Regions from separate parts of the Mus musculus genome. Here region 2 is linked to region 1. Evidence: chromatin contacts called from public HiChIP or PLAC-seq data. All regions are on one chromosome and are shown on one strand. Each heading gives the region's core, a stretch centred on a gene start, on an enhancer-like site or on the middle of the called end of the contact. The rest is flanking DNA. Distances are from core to core; before and after follow the strand shown. Region 1 has its middle 22 kb from the start of Gm34177. Region 2 has its middle 4.8 kb from the start of 4930488B22Rik.

The links. HiChIP or PLAC-seq counts read pairs in DNA pulled down with a chosen protein or histone mark.
Region 2: a FOXA1 HiChIP or PLAC-seq map of pancreatic cancer cells shows a contact between it and region 1. The contact joins two enhancer-like sites. A contact is called at or near these places in 1 of 484 Hi-C or Micro-C datasets (nephron progenitors) and 3 of 115 datasets of contacts at active chromatin or transcription factors (forebrain, neural tube and pancreatic cancer cells).

The regions. Positions count from the first base shown.
Region 1 is chr1:184,350,096-184,352,795 of GRCm38.p6, reverse strand. No RefSeq gene overlaps it. Among named protein-coding and RNA genes, the nearest start is that of Gm34177, 22 kb to the right of the region's middle. Within about 2 kb of position 1,350, at least 9 of the 459 cell types and tissues checked have an H3K27ac peak or open chromatin away from gene starts, as enhancers often do. A contact at or near this core is called in pancreatic cancer cells, where this site is marked.
Region 2 is chr1:184,706,379-184,709,078 of GRCm38.p6, reverse strand. No RefSeq gene overlaps it. Among named protein-coding and RNA genes, the nearest start is that of 4930488B22Rik, 4.8 kb to the left of the region's middle. Within about 2 kb of position 1,353, at least 20 of the 459 cell types and tissues checked have an H3K27ac peak or open chromatin away from gene starts, as enhancers often do. A contact at or near this core is called in pancreatic cancer cells, where this site is marked.

The sequences.
Region 1 (2,700 bases), core at 101-2,600:
GAGCTAGAGTACCCGTCAAAGAAAAGGACCTCCTCTTCTTCAGTTTTCCTGAGCAAAAGCTCAGAGATCTGAGAGAGCTGTGCACCTCCACTGCTGAGGTAGAGTTGGCCAGTTCTATTTTATAAGGAGCAGAACTCACATACAATCTTTACCCCAGGAGCTCTGCACCATCTATTAGAAATGACCCCTGTTGGCCCTGGAATCAGCTATTATAGGTGGATTCTGAGAACCTCTGCTGTGTGGAGCTTTCTCCTTTGCCTTGACGCATGCAGTCAGGAGCAAACGACAGCCTGTCATCCTGAGTCCGAAAGCAGACAAACGCATCAGTTTGAATTGGACCACAGTGCTAAGGATTTCTAAATTAATCAGCTTCTAGGAAGACACCCCAGCCCAGAGGTGAATAGATGAAGGGTGTGACTAGAAAGGACACGTGGACAGAGACCTATTTACCACAGCACCTTAAGTGCTTCCCGTACCTATAAAATGGGGCACTGTGCAAGCGAGCAACATGTGAGAAAGGGCAGCGGAGGCTTGATACTTTGCTACTGTCCATAAAACCCCACTCCCAGGAGAGTGTATTTGGCAATCTTTTTGACTGTCCTCCCCACATGCAACAGCATTTGTTAGATGAGCTCATTTACAAGGAGAAATGAAACCCTGTTTGGATTGGAAAAAAGAACCCAATCTTCCCCATGGGCTCAGGTGTATTTGAGGATATGCTGGGCGTAGCCTGAATAGTTTTGTTAGACCCACAATGTACTCTCCACATGGAGGTGAAGTCAAGGGTGCTGCAGCCAAGCCTGGTCACAGTAGTGAGGTTTACTGTGCTGTGGAGCCTGACAATCTGCCGACGCCCTGGGCACACATTTCCTCCAGCAGATATGCCTGGGACAATATGACTGCTGCCTTTTGATAAGCCAGCCCTTTGCTGGGCTACAAGAGAAGAAGACAAGAGCCAGAACTCCTTTTCTTTCTCCGTCTGTCGATGTTAGAGGCTGCCCTGTTCTGGATGGCATGAAATCCTTTAGTGATCCCTGCATTTTCAGGAAATTGTTTTTTTTTTGTTTTGTTTTTTGGGGTTTTTTTTGTTTTGTTTTTGTTTTTGTTTTTTTCTGGCTACAGAATTGCCTGTATCCCTGAGTTACCCAGGGATACAGACAGAGTTTTCTTTTGAACTCTGTAATATAATTTGACTCTTTAGTGTTTGTAAATATATTGCATTGCTTAAAAGAAGTTAGTTTGGAAATTGTAGTATCAAGTACCTTCCTGTTAGGATTCTAAATGCTACTCATCCATTAGTTTAAAGCAAGCTGTCATGTGATTAAAAAAAAATACTAGTGATTACTCCCTGTGGGTGAGAGATTGACCCAGCCACATGCCTCTGATGGGTCACTACTAAGACTCCTGCCTCCCAATGGTTAGGCCTTGTTAATGTCCAATTTCTGTGAAATGTACTAGAATCTATATCCATTACTCCTACTGGAAGCAGAGCTAGAGACCACCCAAAGGCCAGGACGGGCACTGGTACTTTCCATGTTCCCTGGAATATTGCTTTACAATAGTGGGTCCCTAAGGAATCTCTCAACAACTTGGATGGTATACATAATCTATAGCAAAACATACCCGGGGGAGCCATGTTGCCCTGGGAAGACAAATAAAGGGAAAACTATTTGATGGATGATTTCTTGCAGCACAACCCTGTGATTCCCCATGTGTGTATATTTCCTTTGAAATAATAATAATAATGATAATAATAATAATATAACCAAAAGGGGGAAATGCAATAAAACTCATGACATCCTCCACAAACACTTGTAAGCTTTCTCCTTTGAATTGCCCTCAGAGACCCATTGCTCTTCCCTGCTCATCTTTGAAGGATGAGAAAGCTAGTGTCCATGTCTCTTCCCATGCTATCCAATTTCTAAAGAACCAATTAAGGACCTAGCAAGGTCTAGAGGGGACCTCATGATGGAGACCATCAAGGACACCTGGAGAGGATCGACTTCTATGAGTTGTTTGTTCCAAGTCACCTATGAGAGGTGGCAGATTCCCAGGGGAAGCCTCAGAGGAAGCTGTTAACTAGTGGACTGCAGGAAGGAGGTCGGGGTGGAGGTAGCTGTCAGAGCAAGCTTTAAGGGAGGCTCTTTTTTCTTGATCACACAGTGAGTGTTGCTGAAGGTCACCTCAGGTGCGAGCACTGCCAATCCAAAGCTTCAGGTTCCTTGTGGAAATCTTGGAGAAACTCAGGTCTTCAGAGCTTCGCATTCTGAAGGAAGGGGAGTCTGTTTCCATTTCTTAGTGTTGTTTTGTTTTTAGTATCACAGTGATATGATTACCTATTCTGTAGAGTTGTCTAAATATCCCACATCGAGCCATAAGTCAACTAGGGAAAGAAATATTCGAAATAGTCTTAGAACTTCATTTGTTGAAAGTTTTTACTTCATGAGAATTATTAAGTCCATGCAAACAAATTTAAAGTAACCTGGGCTCTCCAGTGCATGGAATTCCTGTTGCTCGGGAGGCTGAGGCACACGGGTATAAGAAAGAGGTCACCTGGAACAACGTAATGAAACTGGATCTCAGTGTTAATTAATTAATTAATTAGTTAATCAATTACGATGATAACAACAACAATACTAAAAAGTACTGGGGAAACTGGGTCTAGTGGTGTCTGCCTATAATTCTTGCACTCTAGAAGTG
Region 2 (2,700 bases), core at 104-2,603, 360 kb before region 1:
TTCCTCCCCCAGCTTGCTCTTTAGTTGAGTCTTGAGTGTCTTTTCCAGCAGAACGGCTGAGATTGACCTCAGGTGTTAGGGGAAATATCCACGTCCAATTCTTACCTTCTAATGATGGCTCGGACATATTATTTTATTGACATTTGAAACTAAAGACAAAACCAGCTGCTTCTTGAGGGAGGTGGGAAGCGAAACATGAAAAGAATCTGCGGTACAACCATTGCTCCCACCCCGCCCAAACCCAAACCAATAAAATGAGTCTAGCCAATAATTCAACCTCCGCGCCTCCTGTTCCCTGTGACTAAAGACTGCAGACGCTGCGCAGCGGGGGCCTCCTCATTGCTGAGGAATTTATCATCAGGAGTTTATTAGTTTTAATGTAGCCAACAGGGGCTTCTGATAGTATTTTTTTTTTCCTGAGGGAAATTTTTCTCTCCAAGGACAAATGTTCCCCAGAACTGACACTTAACCGACTTTATAATTCAGTGTGGCTTGGTTGAATGGCGTACCTTTCAAAAAATGCCATCACGGGAGAAGGATCCTACTGTCTGCAGGAATTTGTCACTTTTACCTCTGCTTTAGAAATGCCTCAGGGCTTAGAGCATAGCGACTCTAATTATTGTAATAATCCTCTAAAGGGAGAGGCTCATCGGTCATGGTTGAAAGTGATTTCTTTTTCTTTCTTTCTTTCTTTTTTTTAGTGGGATAGCTTTAAAAATGTCTTGTTTGGACCCAGATTGTCATCCATTAATTGGTAATTTAAGCAAGTTACTTAATGCCAGGCAATTAGGTTAATGAGAGCACTGGCCCGTTTGAAGTTGAGCAGGCCTGGAGATGAGCTCAGAGCTCTTTAGAAAGACATTAAGTCAATTTGGTGTGAAAGGCAGAGGGGCATATCCCTCTCCTACAGTTTCAGAGAAGTATCATGCGCATGTAGACTTCTCTTGAAGCATGGAAATTATGATGGTGGGCCCCTCCGGCATCCTGGCAGCCACCCTACCATCGAGGAAGAGGCAACAGCTGTCCCAGCTCCATCATTGGGAAAGATGACAGGCCTGGATTAAGCCCTGCAGAGGCCAGGAACTCTTGAAGGAGCCAGGCAGACAAACAGAACCACAGACACACAGAACACCTTGAACTGGAGCAGATGGGATAGCTAATGAATGGGTTGAAATGGTAGCAGTCTCTACAGTGGGAGCCAGCTGGGTTTACCTGAGCTGTTTCATGGAGGGACAATTTCAGAGTAGCCAGGCTGCCTTCAAATGTTTGTCAGAGATATTCATAGCGCTGCTATTCACCCTTCAAAGGACAGGGTCAAATGACTTCATGAAATGTTTCCCTGCTTACCCAGACACTGGAAACCAGCCATCTTGTTGACAAATGACTCAGGCTGAATTGATTGAGTGGGGATCAGGCTTGGCTAGACCCATGCTCATAGGACAGGAGTAATTATAAGTGGGCTATGCAGGAGAGTCTATGTGCACAGACTCACATGGCCATGGTCTAGTTTTGAAGGCAATATCTGGAAATAGGGTCTGGAGGTGGCAAAGGATGGAGGCAAATGACTGGAGACTCCAGAGGACTGAGCTCTGTCATGGAGAGCAACCTTAGCCAAATTCACATGTGGAAGCCAGCTACTACCTATAGATATATACATGTCAGAAACTATAGGTCCTACAGTAATATGCTAGGCATACATGATTTAGCAGTTTTGGGACATCTTGCAGAAATGGGCTGCTTTGGTCAAAACAGGTTGGGGGAGGGTAAAGGTGTGTCCCTGAACAATATGTTAATGAACAAGTTTATTGCATTTAAGGAACCAACTATTGCTATTCAAAACAAGCTTGATTTTGAAGTCCACTGCTGGGACTCTACTGTTGAGTCTGTGCTCCTGTTGGTGGCATCCCCCACAAATTCAGAATAGACCTCTCTTCTCTGGAAGACAGCCGCTTTCTAGATTTGGGGACATAGAATTCTTTTTCGTGATGCAGACAGAGGTGGGTGGGGCCAGAGAGAAATCTTGCAGCTTTCCAGTATTCCATCAGAAGAGAATCTTTTTTGGGGGGAGGGGGGCACCTCAGGCTTCTCTATAGTTTGTAACAGAAATTCCATACTAACAGTCTCTGCATTGCTGGGCACTCCCTCCTCAAGCTGCCCATGTTTTTTCTTTTGTATTTCTGGGTTATGTTGGGTGTCCCAGTGGGCATTTGTATTCTGATGATCAGAACAGAGTTAGTTGTGACTGCCTTCTCTTTCTCTCTCTCTCTCTCTCTCTCTCTCTCTCTCTCTCTCTCTCTCCCCCTCCTTTTTGTCGGAGAACCAGTGAGTTGTCCCCTTTATTTCAAGTTATCGAGTTTATGACATAATTGTGTGCTATCTTGTGTGCTGACTGAGGCACCCAGTTGAGCTGTGGAGGCTAGCCATCACACAGGAGCACACTCAGAGCTGGGTGTGGTGTATACAGCATCTAAGAACTCTACAATGTCAGAGGAGGTGCAGATACACTGGCCAAGGTGAGACTTGACAAGGTGAGACTTGAGCGACACCTTATCAGGTGGTGCTGTATTCAACAACTAGCCTGGCCAGGGACAAAGGCATGTCAGAGCCAAGATGGACACTTCTAAGACCCCCCCTCCCCTTTCAAGTTCCATCATTTCTAGGCTACTTAGAACCATTTGGACTAGGATGTGAGGTATTCCA